5 separate regions of the Mus musculus genome follow, and all the other regions are linked to region 5. Evidence: chromatin contacts called from public HiChIP or PLAC-seq data. All regions are on one chromosome and are shown on one strand. The core of a region is the stretch at or near the end of the contact, and the rest is flanking DNA. Distances in the headings are between cores, read along the strand shown.

Evidence for each region. HiChIP or PLAC-seq counts read pairs in DNA pulled down with a chosen protein or histone mark.
Region 1: an H3K4me3 HiChIP or PLAC-seq map of forebrain shows a contact between it and region 5, with 7 times the contacts expected there. The contact joins two enhancer-like sites. A contact is called at or near these places in 1 of 484 Hi-C or Micro-C datasets (ventral hippocampal neurons), 9 of 115 datasets of contacts at active chromatin or transcription factors (embryonic basal ganglia, embryonic forebrain, embryonic hindbrain and 5 more) and 1 of 9 other capture datasets (embryonic stem cells).
Region 2: a contact with region 5 is called in an H3K4me3 HiChIP or PLAC-seq map of forebrain, with 4 times the contacts expected there. The contact joins two enhancer-like sites. A contact is called at or near these places in 2 of 484 Hi-C or Micro-C datasets (cerebral cortex and cortical neurons) and 7 of 115 datasets of contacts at active chromatin or transcription factors (embryonic basal ganglia, embryonic forebrain, embryonic hindbrain and 4 more).
Region 3: an H3K4me3 HiChIP or PLAC-seq map of forebrain shows a contact between it and region 5, with 3 times the contacts expected there. The contact joins two enhancer-like sites. A contact is called at or near these places in 3 of 115 datasets of contacts at active chromatin or transcription factors (embryonic forebrain, embryonic hindbrain and forebrain).
Region 4: a contact with region 5 is called in an H3K4me3 HiChIP or PLAC-seq map of embryonic basal ganglia, with 2.6 times the contacts expected there. The contact joins two enhancer-like sites. A contact is called at or near these places in 1 of 484 Hi-C or Micro-C datasets (cerebral cortex) and 7 of 115 datasets of contacts at active chromatin or transcription factors (embryonic basal ganglia, embryonic forebrain, embryonic hindbrain and 4 more).

Annotation. Positions count from the first base shown.
Region 1 is chr12:116,659,076-116,661,775 of GRCm38.p6, forward strand. The region is part of intron 2 of Ptprn2 (protein tyrosine phosphatase, receptor type, N polypeptide 2); the gene reads left to right. Among named protein-coding and RNA genes, the nearest start is that of Gm31336, 97 kb to the right of the region's middle. Within about 2 kb of position 1,271, at least 33 of the 459 cell types and tissues checked have an H3K27ac peak or open chromatin away from gene starts, as enhancers often do. A contact at or near this core is called in forebrain, where this site is marked.
Region 2 is chr12:116,841,843-116,844,542 of GRCm38.p6, forward strand. The region is part of intron 5 of Ptprn2 (protein tyrosine phosphatase, receptor type, N polypeptide 2); the gene reads left to right. Among named protein-coding and RNA genes, the nearest start is that of Gm31336, 86 kb to the left of the region's middle. Within about 2 kb of position 1,324, at least 26 of the 459 cell types and tissues checked have an H3K27ac peak or open chromatin away from gene starts, as enhancers often do. A contact at or near this core is called in forebrain, where this site is marked.
Region 3 is chr12:116,771,450-116,774,149 of GRCm38.p6, forward strand. All of the region lies in intron 3 of Ptprn2 (protein tyrosine phosphatase, receptor type, N polypeptide 2), which reads left to right. Among named protein-coding and RNA genes, the nearest start is that of Gm31336, 16 kb to the left of the region's middle. Within about 2 kb of position 1,397, at least 29 of the 459 cell types and tissues checked have an H3K27ac peak or open chromatin away from gene starts, as enhancers often do. A contact at or near this core is called in forebrain, where this site is marked.
Region 4 is chr12:116,822,263-116,824,962 of GRCm38.p6, forward strand. It overlaps Ptprn2 (protein tyrosine phosphatase, receptor type, N polypeptide 2), which reads left to right. Exons shown (of 23, transcript NM_011215.2): 4 at 2,055-2,157. Among named protein-coding and RNA genes, the nearest start is that of Gm31336, 66 kb to the left of the region's middle. Within about 2 kb of position 1,254, at least 4 of the 459 cell types and tissues checked have an H3K27ac peak or open chromatin away from gene starts, as enhancers often do. A contact at or near this core is called in embryonic basal ganglia, where this site is marked.
Region 5 is chr12:117,159,367-117,162,066 of GRCm38.p6, forward strand. It overlaps Ptprn2 (protein tyrosine phosphatase, receptor type, N polypeptide 2), which reads left to right. Exons shown (of 23, transcript NM_011215.2): 13 at 2,228-2,440. Among named protein-coding and RNA genes, the nearest start is that of Gm10421, 9.4 kb to the left of the region's middle. Within about 2 kb of position 1,290, at least 25 of the 459 cell types and tissues checked have an H3K27ac peak or open chromatin away from gene starts, as enhancers often do. A contact at or near this core is called in embryonic basal ganglia and forebrain, where this site is marked.

The sequences.
Region 1 (2,700 bases), core at 21-2,520, 500 kb before region 5:
ACTGTCACTGACCTGGTGTGCACCATCACTGACCTTGTGTGCACTGTCACTGACCTTGTGTGCACTGTCACTGACCTTGTGTGCACAGTCACTGACTTTGTGTGCACTGTCACTGTTCTTGTGTGCACTGTCACTGACCTTGTGTGCACTGTCACTGTTCTTGTATGCACCGTCACTGACTTTGTGTGCACTGTCACTGACCTTGTGTGCACAGTCACTGACCTTGTGTGCACTGTCATTGTCCTATGTGCACTATCACAGTCTGTGGTTAGAACTGTTGTAGTGGAGCTCCAAGACTGAGATGAGTACCATCCAGTTCTGAGAAAGGAAGACTGTCCATTTACCTCTTCTTGCCTAGGCATCACCAGTTGTCTCAAAGCATGGCAAGGAGCACTTAAGGGGCCCCTGGTCTCAGGGAGCTAGCTCCCCAGGAAGGGCCTGGTTGTATAGGGAATTAACTTCTCACATGGGACCAGGGAAATGGAGAGTCAGCTCCCAATCAGGGGCCCGGACATATGGATCAGCTCTGCATGAGGGTCTCAGTGTGCAGAGGACAAGCTCCCCATTAAGTATGTGGGAATACAGGGAGTGACCTACTCCTCATGAGGGGCTTGGGCATAGGGAGTCTGATGCCCATAAGGAATCTTTGGGTGCAGAGGTATGGCTTCCTATAAGGCACTTGAGGCTGCTGGAAGCTGGGTCCCCAAAGAGGGACCCCAGGCTGATGGCAGAGACTTGAGGGAGGGAGAAGGAGGAGAGTAACAATCCCTGCAGCTAGATTAGGGTGTGGTTTGAGGTTGGGCAGGTGGGGGAGGAGAGGGAGTAAGAGCTGAGAACTAATGTTGTGCCTCCCAGCTACTTTGTGGGAGAAACTTGCAAGGTGAAGAGCTGGCTCAGGTCAGCCTGCTCTGTCAACCATCAGACTCCCATCCTCCTAAGCACTAGTTAATTCAGCTTTGACGAACATAGAGTAACCACAGCATTTGGAAGAAGCACCAACCAGCCATGAGAAATTGGTTTGAAAAAAAACAAGAAATCTTATCTGTTGAAAATTATGCCCCCCCAAAGAATTTCTGTTGCCAGGTGCAAGGCTTCTTGAGCAGGAAATCCAGCGAGGTCAGAGGCTCAGCGGGGCGCTGGGTGGAGCAGGGGCCTTTCTGTTGTCTGAGGGAAGCTCTTTCAGCCTCGGATTCATGCTCTAAATGTCAGCTCTCACACTGGGAGCCATTTCTGCATCATTTATGTGGAGCTGAAGTCAGGGGTGGTTCTGCCAGGCAGCTCTTGTAGAGACAGTCTCCACACCCACGGGAACCTGGCTGAACTTCAGCTCTCTTCATGGTGTTAATTGGCGAGCATGTTAAGTACACTTGACCTTTTTAAATTTATAACCACGGTGTTTAAGTTTCCTAGGTGTTTGCAGGATTTTCAAACTTAGGCTTTTGACTGAAAAGGAGAAAAAAACAAAACCTGGGGAGCAGGGGAAAGCGGGGCTCACACCCTGTGCAACCCGATGTTTTCAGGTTTTTTCCCCTTGGCTGTTCTGTCCTTCTGCCTTTTGCGGCCAGAATCAATGGGTTTGATAAGATATCCTCAGGGATGGGGGCTTCTCTAAAGATTTCCCTTCTTCATGGAGCTTGGGGCCCACAGGTACTCTATGTTTACAGACATGCACTCTGCAGGCTCATTTTGGTTGTAGCTGGGCTGTTGGGGAAGGGGGGAGGGGAAGGGGGGAGGGGGGAGGGGAAGGGGGGAGGGGGAAGGGGGAAGGACACACAGAGGGAGGCAGATGCTCATCTGGAAAGCAAAAGATCCAGATCCCTACCTCTGCCACCTGCTCTTATTATCCTTTTGTCCTTAGTGGGGGGGAAAATTACTACCCAAATCCTACCAGCTGGGATGAGGACCTCAAAGTCACAGAGAAGACTTTGTGATAGTGATGGCTATAAGGATAGGGTGTCCTATTTGCAGGGGACACTTGGAAGTCAGCCTTCACTGCGGTTTTGTAATGTCACTTTGTGAGCAGATCATACTATGTGCAGAGCTGAGTTTCCTCAGATACCCATGCTCACCCTCATTGGACATGGGCAGTGCTGGTCAGGGCTCTGGATGGAGTTGTGGGTGTGGGTTTTACATGGCTCCACTCTAGTTAGGGCACTGGGCGTGATAGAGTACTGGGCACTGTTCTAGGCAGAGCAGGGTTTGAGAAAAAGCATTGGGTGGGGTGCCTTCAAATACATGTGTGCCTACTGAGCACTCTGAATATCCAGGAGAAATGGTCATTTTTACAAGGTCGGCTGACAAAGGCAATAGAAGGCCCTTTGTTGTGTTGGGGACTACGTTGGTTTCTAGGTCTAATTGGAACCTTTCCTGGTCCAGACAATGCTGGAGTTACTGATAAATCCCTACCATCCCAGCTCCCCCCATACTGACAGTCCTGTTTATTTTGCCATGATGTCCAAAGTGAGTCTTTGTCTTTCAGAGCATCAGCATCTTTCCTAGCTCGTCTCTATGTCCAAGACCTCAGTAATGCTGATGGCTGCCCCTGTTCTCCTTGTCAGAGAGACCAATATCATGGGAGCTCCCAGAAGACATACATAGAAGGAGTATGAGTGGGGGTTTGTTTTATGTTCTCCTGGTTCCCTTCAGGAGGGCTGCAGTCACTGGCTGCTGTCCCTAGGCCAAGGGTTACTCCAACATGTC
Region 2 (2,700 bases), core at 74-2,573, 320 kb before region 5:
GCAACAGAATGACTGTCTATCTAGGATAGAGTATCAAGATGACATGGTGTCCAAAACAGTAAGGCTTTCAGGCTTGGGCTCTAGACAACTGTCTGTCTGTTGAAGGCAGGCTTAGGCACATGGCAATCACCATGCTATTCAGGACCAGACTTGCCTGCTAGGTCCAAGGTACAAAGTAAGAAACTGATAGGACTTCTCGTTTGGAGGCAAAAGCTTCTCAGATTATGAAGGTTATAACGAGTACAGCTGTTAGTGAAATGAATGTTCCTGGCTCATTCAGTCAGGATGTTAGAGTAAGCTTGTTTTGGAGCCAAGTCACATTTTTCAGTGGGCGTCTAAGGTGTCAAATTATGGTCACTACGATGTGCCAAAGGGTTCTGGATTCCAGAAGTCAGTGTTTTTGAGCCTGAGAACCAGCTCATCTCTAAGGGTGAGAGTGGGGATGGTGGGCAAGCTGGACTCCCTGGTGTGCGTGGTAGGCTTTTTGTAGGCTCAACAGCTCTTTCTAATGAATGTCCACAATGTTACTTCATTGGGCTGTGTTTTCTAAGACTGTAGTATGCTGCTAAGCACCCACATCTGGAGATTTTCCCCGAACCCGCACCAAGGCTTCCTCAGTCCTGAGCTTCCTCTGTCCTAATATACCTATCATACATACATAGCATACACCTATGCTGTGATCCCAGCACCAGCAGCTGACTCCCTGAAGGCACTTGAAGCCTTCCTCATGTAGAATGACAACACCATTTGCTCTGCTAGAACGAGGGCTTCTCTTGGCAGATGTCCACAAGGGGCTGGCATATTTTTCTAGATGATTCTGTGGGCTCAGGACCCATAGAGAGGAGAAGCAGTGGCAAGTGCTCATGTCCCCCACAGCCCAGAAAGAGCAGTTGGCAAGGGGAGCTGGCAGGGTGCGGTCAGAGTACCATGACACCAGTACCACTCACACTATGTTGGCTCCTGGGTTCCTTGAGACCACCACTCAGAAGGATGATCTCACACCACAGGTAGCCACAACAGTGCCAGTAGATGCCTGTAGCCCAGTCGTTTTACCCACAGCTGTTATTTCCCTTCAAAAGCTGCCCAGTGTGAACTAATGGTCATTATAATCATCCAACAGGGTGGCCATTTCAGAGCAATGGCTGTGAGTTATTCAGAGGCCGAGCGCTGGGGGGCACTTCTGGCTTACACATTCTTTTTTCTTCTGTATTCAGATAGATGTTTCTTCATATTTTTTTTTAAAGTGTGAAAGCCCAGAACTCATTATTTTCTGTTGAGTGCTTAAATGAGGAGAGAGCTGAGTCACATTTCTAATGAGCATCGTCTGCACAAAGCACAGAAGTGCAGCAGCAATCCAAGCTGCCGCAGGGCTCCGCAGCCAGCCTGGAACTAGGGGCTTCTCCTACCCCTCCCATCGGGTGACAGGCTATCTCTGTAGCAATTTAAACTGTAGCCACTGGTGGTGTTTCAACATGCATCCAATTTCTAGTGAATTGTTTACAAATCATGTTTTTTTTTTTTTTCCTGTATATCTATCCTGGAGAATCTGACTCCTGCATAGACAGAATTTTGATTTATTCTCTTTGAGACTGTTGGACTGATTACCTCATAACAGAAACCATGGGGAGTAGAACTTCCGTGCTCCTCCTAAACAGGCATGGCCAGGAGCCACTCTGATACATGCTTTGAGCACGTATAACTAAATCCACTCTACCACTGTCCCTGTGTTGTTAGTGGGGTGCCTACCTTCTTGCTTTATTGTCCAGAGTAGCACTGGCTCAGAGTCCTTTCAGGTGCTTTGCATAACATTAACATGCTCTAGTTTTACCCACAGAGCACAATTACATCCCCATTCCACATGCCACTGAAGAGGGCCAAGCTGAAATTCATTGCTTGCTGATACCATTAATTAATTTACTTTCAGGAGTATTTGAGAACATAATTAATATAAAGCAACTATAATGGGCTCTGAGATTGGAAAGATATGAAACTGCACCTGCCCTTCAAATTTTTCAGTCATATTTAATAAAAGAAACAACAAAAGTGTAGTTGAAATGGAGTAAATATAATACAGTAGTACAGTAATGGAGATAAATATGCAACGTGAAGGACATGCAGCAGGATTGGAAGGTAGACTGGGGGTATCCTGAGTGATAGGGCAGCTAGAACATATTTGTGGTTTAGGGACCTCCACAACCACCCATAGCATGGATAATTAGATGAGAGGCTGCTCTGCTGTTTCCAAGAAACTCCCTAAAGTTGAAGATGCAGAGTCCTAAGGATTTGGGACTCTACAAGTTGGAGCAACAGGTAAACCCCCTAGTAGGGCAAGGAGCTCCATGGGGACTTTTGGGATCATCTGTTATATGTCAAGGCTGGTCAAGAGCTAGCTGTAAAGATGAGCAGGAACCTCTTCAGAGGACCAGAGAAACCCAACCAGAATCACAACCTTTGCGAACACAATACAGGCACTCATATCAGGGCAGCTTGGAGAAGATGTGAGAAAGAGGGGGATGGGTGAGATGGAAGATTTGAACAACTTAGACTGACAATGTGAGGCTGATTGACATCCTACATATTGGGAGAGTGGATGAAATTTAGAAATCTGGCCGCATGTTTTGGTGGGGTGGAGGGCCTGAAACTACAAAATGTCTTAAAAAGTTGACCACACATCTCTTCAGGTTCCAACCACTCCATCTC
Region 3 (2,700 bases), core at 147-2,646, 390 kb before region 5:
AGGATGTATGGTGACTAGGGAAAGGTGCAAAGAGATGCGTCAACGTAAGCAAACAAAGACCAGAAGTGATACCACGCAGGGATGAGAAAAACCAGGAGTGTGGCAGCTAATGGTCCATGGCTCTTCTGTATGTGCTCCTTGACTGCTTGGCTCTACGAATCCTGACTTGCAGGAATCTAGGGTTCAGCCATTCCAGGCAAGGGGCTGTGCCACAGAGGTCTTCCCTACTCAGAGCCACTCTGTGTAGCTTGTGTGAATGGTAAGTGCAGCTGGTCCTCTTTGTGCCAGGAAGGGAGGTTTACTCCTAGTGAGGGCTGCTCTCTCTATCAGCAAGTGACTATTCTAAGTAAATTCTTCAGGAAAGACAGGACGTGGGTTTATCTGGGGATATGCCTGTTTCCCTAGGAAATTAGTAATTTTACTGAAACTGTCTTTTGCCTAGCCCTGCACAGACATGCAGATGACGTTGCTGGGGTGTCAGTGAGTGTGAGTGTTCTCTCCTTCATGTCCCCCTATACCCAAAGAGCCAATGGCAGAGAGCCCCAATCATGCAGTTCAGGCTCTCTGGCAGCAAAAGACAAGCTTGGGTGCATATTGGCTGTAGTTCATTCCCCAAAGCCAGTTTTATTAAGCAGCCCTGTTTAGTGAATTGCATGGGTCCGCCCCCGAGCCCAGGATGCTGGTGGGACCACCTCCTGGTTGGTTCCTTTGTGTAGGCAGCTGGTGCTCCAGTGTGTGGCAAGCCTTGACCTTTTCAGCTTGCTTTGATTTGGGCCCCTGAGTGGAAACAGTGATTGTAGCTGCCAACACGTCATCAGGCAAATGGTTACGAGAAGGAAGGGGGAAAGGACAGCCAGTCCTCTTTGTACACACTTAACCAGAGCAAAGGCAATGTTTGAGGACAAAGGGTCAATCTGTGCTGTAGGCACAAGGAAGAAGCAAAGAGTGAGCAGGCAGTAGGACCTCCCCCAGAGCTCGCAGAAGCAAAGAGTGAGCAGGTGTTAGGACCTCCCCGAGAGCTTGCAGGGGCACCGGTCCACTCTGTTAGTGGTGGGACAGTGGCACCTTTACTTCATTCAGGTGTGGCACTGACTGAAGCTGTCCCTTGCCCAGCCCTGCACAGGCATGCAGGTGACGTTACCAGAGAACTGGAGGATCACCTTCCCAAAGAATGAGGCAGAAACCACAGGAGAGCTTTGAAGGGGACAAGAAACAAACCTTGAAGGGTCCAGCACAGAGCACAAGACCTGGTTTTTCTTGGTTCTGTCTTTTCAGGCTTTTATTGAGATGACTGTGAAAATTGCTTTCTTTTTTTTTCAGATAACATGAACTTTGGGAACAACAACAACAAAAAAAATTACTCCACCTTCTCATGCCAGAATTCTGTTACTGTTTGCTTTTAACTTTAGAACGCTCAAACACTGTTCTCTGTGGCTCCAAACTTGAGTATTTGTGGCTGTCATTGAGGTTCTGTTTCTCTCTCTATGGTCACCAGTGGGAAGTTATTGGCCAAATACCTGACAAGAAGAAATTAATGGCAGGAGGGTTTACTTTGGCCCAGTTTGAACCCACACGACACTCAGGAGGAGGTACAATAAGACTTTGTGATGCCAATGTGTATTGGCTTTCTTATGATGCTTGCCTTATGCCTGACATGGGAAAGATGTAATTTAAGAAGTAAAGGAATGGTGGAGTTCATGCTGCTCTTGCAGAAGACCACAGTCAGTTCCCATCACCCACCTGTGTCTTCAGCTCCAGGGAATCAGAACCTTCTTCTGACCAAGGTGTGCACTCAAATGCAGGTGCACCAAATTCGTGCACAAATAAGTAATAAAAGAAACTTAAAAAAAAAAAGGTAGTAGAAGAAAATTTCAGTCTTGTATGAAAAAAAAAAAAAGAAGAGGAAGCAGATATCAAAACAGACGTACCACTATGGCACAGGGTGTGGCGTTTGCTACATCAACCTGAAGACTGACAGTGCCTGCAGACACAGTAGTGAGGGCTGAGTGGAGGGTATCTACAGTGTTGTGTAGGGACAACACATCAGGAATAGTCCTCCAGCATCAAGGAAGCCCCAGTTCCCTAGAAAGCAGGGCTGTGTGGAATCAGACACCCACACATCACAGCTTGAATCATCCCTATGGGTTCTCTGTTGAAAAGCAGGAGTATGGAAGCTCTCCTTACTCATCTACTTTATCCTGGTCTGGGATCATGATCCTTTCTGGTATTTGGAATTTGGTAGAATAGAGCTGTAGGTGTGGTCAGACACCTCAAAATCTACACGCCAGGGTATCATGATTGATGTTACCTATTTGGGGCTTATTCTATTTACTGCTTAAGATTATTACTATTACTATTATTATTATTATTATTATTATTATTAGTAGTAGTAGTAGTAGTAGTAGTAGTAGTGTGGCATTGTGCAAGTGTGGATATACCACACTGTGCTTGTGGGAGGTCAGAGGACTACATTGTATAATCAGTTCTCTTATTCCTTCTTTATATGAGCTCTTGGGATTAAACTCAAGTCTTAGGGCTTATGCCCCAAGTACTTTTTATCTGTTGCACCATCTTGCTGGCCTGTCTTTATTTTTCCTGATCCCATTGACCTGATGCTTGACCCCCCTCCCTGACTCCTCCATAAGGGCCTCCTTGTGGGTTGTGGTCACTCTCACTTTGCAGATTAAGTGGTCACAGTGG
Region 4 (2,700 bases), core at 4-2,503, 340 kb before region 5:
ATTTTCTTTCCAATATATAAATACTTTCTGCTCAAATGAAAGCTTAGAAGTCTGGGCTGGAGTCCGGATCCCTTTCAGACTGCCTGTGTAGCTGACTGCACCCTGGCCATCATGCTCCTGAAGCCCTGCCACAGAGCTCAGCACATGCAGTACTGTGTCCAAGTAGTGTGCTCTTTAGACCCAAAACATGTGTGCTTGAGAGTGTGTGCATGGACTTACGGGTCTGTATGTGTAGGTGTCCATGTTGTGCATGTGTGTGCATAGGAAGCCAGAGGACAACCTTTGGTGCTGTTTCTCAGGAGCAACCTCTGCTGTTTTTAAAGATGGAGTCTCTCATTGGCCTAAAACCTGACTGTTAGACCGACCAGTGAGCCCCAAGAATCCCTGTTTCCACCTCCTTAATTCTGGGGTTCCAAGCATGTGCTCTCATGCTCAGCTTTTTAAATGTGGGTTCTGTAGATCAAACAGACCCTTGAATATGCAAGCTGTGCACTTTACCAACAAAGTCATCTCCCCAGCCCAGAAGATGCCATGTTTAATGACATTTTTTTCATGCAAAGTTCCTTTATGGTCTCAAGTTTCTGTTGCCTGATAAATATTAATCGTAAGACTGTCCTTGGGGAATAGCATGTTTAAAATATGTGTATTTTTTAAACCCAAAATGCTAGCTGTTGGGCTAATATTGCAAAGTGCTTTCCATTGAGAATTCCCCTGGGAATGGACAGAGGGGGGGCTCAGAAGCATGCCTGGCCAAGAACCTGCTTTTCTGATGCCTTCACTACCAAGCATTGCAAGCTACATAGATTGGTCCAAATTCCCTGCAGTGACTTTCCTTCCACAGAGAGATGCTCTGAAGGACCTAGGGCTGAAACCGGAGTCCTCCTGGCATTTTCACCATTGGGCCTCTGGGGACTTAGGATGTGCCAGCCATTTGATTCTTGCCATCTGTAAGCTTTAACAATTCATATTTGCATTAAAATGTTTAAATATGTTCATGAAAACCACTTCTCTATACTTTAAATTTCATCCAGAGTATATGCTCTAGGCTTTATTACCATACTAGTCACACATTCATATGTGCACACAAATATGCACACATACACAAATATACCTTCCCATGCATACACATATACACTCATATGCATGATCATCACATATGAACACATATACATACACAGTCACATGTATGCAAACGCATACATACACAGAGCTGTCCTGACTTGAAGGCTTTGTAACTTGTTTTTTGCACAGAGCATAAAAATATACCTCTGTAATTATGTGATGCTTAGTGATTAGATAATTATGGATAATTGCATGGGGTAGCTCTAAGTGTGAAAGCGTTACCGTAAGATCTAAAATGTACAAATTGCATAATAATTATTCTTGGGAGTTATTTGGTAATTCTGAGAATAATTATCATGTGATCCACAGTGCATGTAATTAATGCACAATTGCATGGATTTTTGCCTTCATAACTGCTTCCCCTTGTTATAAAGCTCTTTGTCACAACATTTGAGTGTAAATATAATGTAATTGGCTCTGAGATTTAGTACATTAAATCCACAGTAACTGCTTCACAAGAGTGTAACCCTATCCAGCCAAACGCTGGGCTCTCAGGCAGGATGGGTTAGGGAAAACATTGTTCCAATGTGGTATGGCAACTAGGTCAGCACAACAGTGGGTGTGCCGAGCAAGGCAGTATGGCAAGTAGGCTGGGCAACGACATGCATGTTGTTGTTGGGGGCCTCTTTGCTGCCGGTGAACCTACCCAGGTAGACAAGGTCCATCTTCTGTGTTAGACAAAAGCCTCTCTCAGTTTCTGTTTCCTTTGTCTCCCAGCCACAGCCAACACCCGTTGCACCTATTTTTAAAGCAACAGAGCAAAGCACTGACTATCACTTGTGTCTGGAGATTTAAGAAAGATAAAGGAGATCTTACTCAACCTCACAAGGCCCCCATGGTTTTCTGGAAGAACAGGGACCTGTAGGAGTCTGGAGTAAGAGTTTAGCCACATTTGCAAATTCATGCCTCAGGTTTTACTCCTTTCCCTACAGGTTTCACGTGGCAAGATGACTATACCCAGCGTGTGATTGCCCAGGAGCTTGCAAACCTCCCCAAGGCCTACCTATGGCATGGGGAAGCGTCCGGCCCAGCCAGGTATGTGTGGGCATGACTTGCCTCTTCTTATTCCCGGACGTAGCTGTATCATTAAGTTTGGCTACTATTAGCATAGGGAAGCAACTCCCACCTTTTGGGTGTAGAATGGATACCCATGAGGAAGAGGATACCCAAGAGAAAGAGATGCAAGGCATCTTTATACAGTGGAGTAACCCTGAAATGTGGTGCCTTGGACACTGAGAGGCACACTGTGGGTCTTTTTTGTACTTGTCCCTGAGACCCCAGAAGAGCTCTGCACCTTCAGAGCCATAGTCTTGCAAAGTAAGGTCAAGAATTCTGGTTTCTTACTAGCAAATTGTGTTAACAACATTGCAATGAGCAGGATTAATTCAGAAAGTCGTGATCTTTCTTTCCCAAAGCCCAGCAGCCTGTATTGAGCAACAGTGTGTTCTGTACCATCTCATTCACCTGAACTTACAGCTATAGGGTGATGACCTGGGAGTCCCACTTCCAATAGATCATGAAATGGGCAACATTGCCCAAAGAGAAATTACTGCAAGAATGAGCTGGACTGGTATGCTG
Region 5 (2,700 bases), core at 40-2,539:
GTTCACTTGTAGGAACATCACCTGCCTCTTCCTGTGGCTCCAGAGTGCCCAGTGTCTGTCACCTGGCAGTGCTGTCAGTCAGGCGGAGTTCATACTACGGACCATTGATCGCTTGGTGCTCCCAGCCCTGTGGAAGCGCGGGTACAGTGCAGAGTGTACTGATGGGCTGTCATATACCATGGCCCAGCATGGCTGGTAACTTAGAGTTATCTGAGAACCTGAAGCCGAGGAATTTCGTGCCTGAAGCCAGGTTAAGGAGGTCCTTTTCCAGCGCCACGTGGCGTGCAGGTCCGCCCAAAGCCTACGCTGGGCCTTGGTTCAGGGACCCTCAGCTCAGGAGATGGGTAAGGTGTCCTTGCCATTGCCATCCCACCACTGCCTTTGTTGTGGTCTGCTGAGAAGAGGCTAGACAGGCAAGGGCGGTGGGAAAGCAGCCATGGATCCGGCAGAGTGTGACCAGCTCCCGCCCTGGCATACCTGGGACCACACTGAACCCTGGGGAGTGAACAGCTCCGTTTTGCGAATGGTGCGGAGGTCCACTGGCCAGGAACTTAAGGAAAAGGGTTTGTTCTTGTGCGAACTACATCCAGTCATGTGAGGACAGCCATTTGGGCCACCGAGACCCTGGCCGAAAGGGTTATTTGTGTGGTTTATGCTCCTGCCCGTGCTGGGGCAAAGAAGTGTAGCTTAGAAACTGAGATGGGGACTTCGCTGACTTGGGGGGAGGGGCGGGAGACTCTGGAATGACTTCTTTCTAGAAGCTCTCCTGTGGGGTGGGCGGGAGTGAAAAGAGGAGGGGACCCGGGAGGAAGCCAAGAGGAGGAAGGGAAGGGTTCCACAGCTTTCCCCTGTGCAGGATCTTCTATGCTGCTGGCTCGCAGCAGCCAAGGGTGTCGCCCACTCAGTCCTGGGAGAGGTGTCCACGTTCCTGCTCCGGGTCTCCTGCTCCCCTCCCAAAGGTCCCCTCTGCCAGGCCTTGGAGCCCCCTCCCTTCCTCTCTTCCATCCATTACTGAAGTCCAGGAACCTCCTGGGTCCAGAGCCAAGCAGAACCAAGCCGCGCATCCAGGCAGGAAATCCCGGCGTCTTTTCTCATTTAACCCGCGTTTCCATTAACTCGGTCCCAGCGCCCGCTAATCCGCGCACCGAAGGCAAAAGCAGGCTAATTAATGACCAGCTTTTCCAGTCAAGACTAGCGATAATTGCTTTGGTGGCCTTTATGATTACAAGATAAAAATGGGCCCGGCCTGACATAAGAGACACTGTGTACACTCAGAGACTGGAGGAAACGAAGAGTTGGGAGGCTGAAAGCGGAGCAGAAAATTACTAATAGAAGAGAGATAATGAATAGGCCGGCCAGGCATTCATGGGGAAAAATCCATTTTGTTACCACGCGAAATTAGGTGGCGGAAAGGAGTTTGCTAATTGTTCTCCTCTTGTAGCAACCAGGACGGAGGCAGGGGCGTGCTCTTCCATTCATTTCCCGAGTAATTGTGGGGGTTGCTGGCCGGGAGTCGTGGGCGATTTGCCTGCGGCCCTTCCATTTTCCTGTGGCGTGTTTAATTGTTGCTAATACACCTCCTAATAAAGCTAATGAGGGGGGCGCTGTCTGGCTATCTGCCCTGGATTTGAGTGACAGAGAGGATTTTCTCACCTATTCCCCCAAGATGCAAAGTGAACTTCCCAATCATCTATTTCCAAAGACCTTGTCCCCTTTGAAGGAACAATACTCAGGTACCAGTAGTTGGAGTCTGTGCTTATAGAGAGTGACTAGAGCTGGTTGCATTAACCCACAGAATGTCTTCTAGAGAAGAAGCCATGTCCCAGAGCTATGATGACTCTGGCCAGTGCATTCTACTGATACTGGGGACTATTTAGTTCTGTTAATATTTTACCCACCTCCTGCCAAGCATGTGCTGGATTACATGCTCTGGACAAAATCTGTATCTGATTAGGAATGATGTACACTTCGTTTTACTTAAAGCAGCAAGTTGGGTACCAAATACTTTACATTATTAAGTTTGAAGAACAGCCACTATTGGGGTTACTCTTGACTTCTGCTTAATAGAAATTCGGTCTGGAGGTATGGTGTTGGAACTTCTTTGCACGTGTGTCCCTGCACAGCCCCCTCATGTTGAGGCTGCACTAAGTCTGGAGGGGGTGTGCTGCTGGAGTCAAGGTCCCCTGAGTAGTAACCTGTTCTCCTCCCTCTTCTCCTCCTCCTGCAGAAGGGAAAGCTCAAACTCCTGCCGCATCAGGAAGAGCAAGAGGACTCTACCAAGTTCATTTTGCTCACCTTCCTCTCCATTGCCTGCATCCTGGGGGTTCTCCTGGCTTCCAGCCTTGCCTACTGCCTCCGCCACAACTCACACTACAAGCTGAAGGACAAGTTGTCTGGACTAGGCGCTGACCCCAGTGCAGATGCCACTGAAGCCTACCAGGTAAAAATAAACTTTTCAAAGTTTTCTCCTTGGATTTGCCAAACTTGATTTGAGAGTGAAGGAGGAGGGCAGTCTGTCCCCTCTCTCACCCTCTATACTCCCTCATGAAGTCACAGTACAGGCTCTTTTATGATGACAATTTGAAACTTCTCATTAGCATTCATGTAAATACCTTGCAACCACAATTTTATGGCTCTGTATTAATCTTACACCGTTTCTGGGTAGTCTTACATTAGCTGTAGAAAGTGGGTTGCTAATTA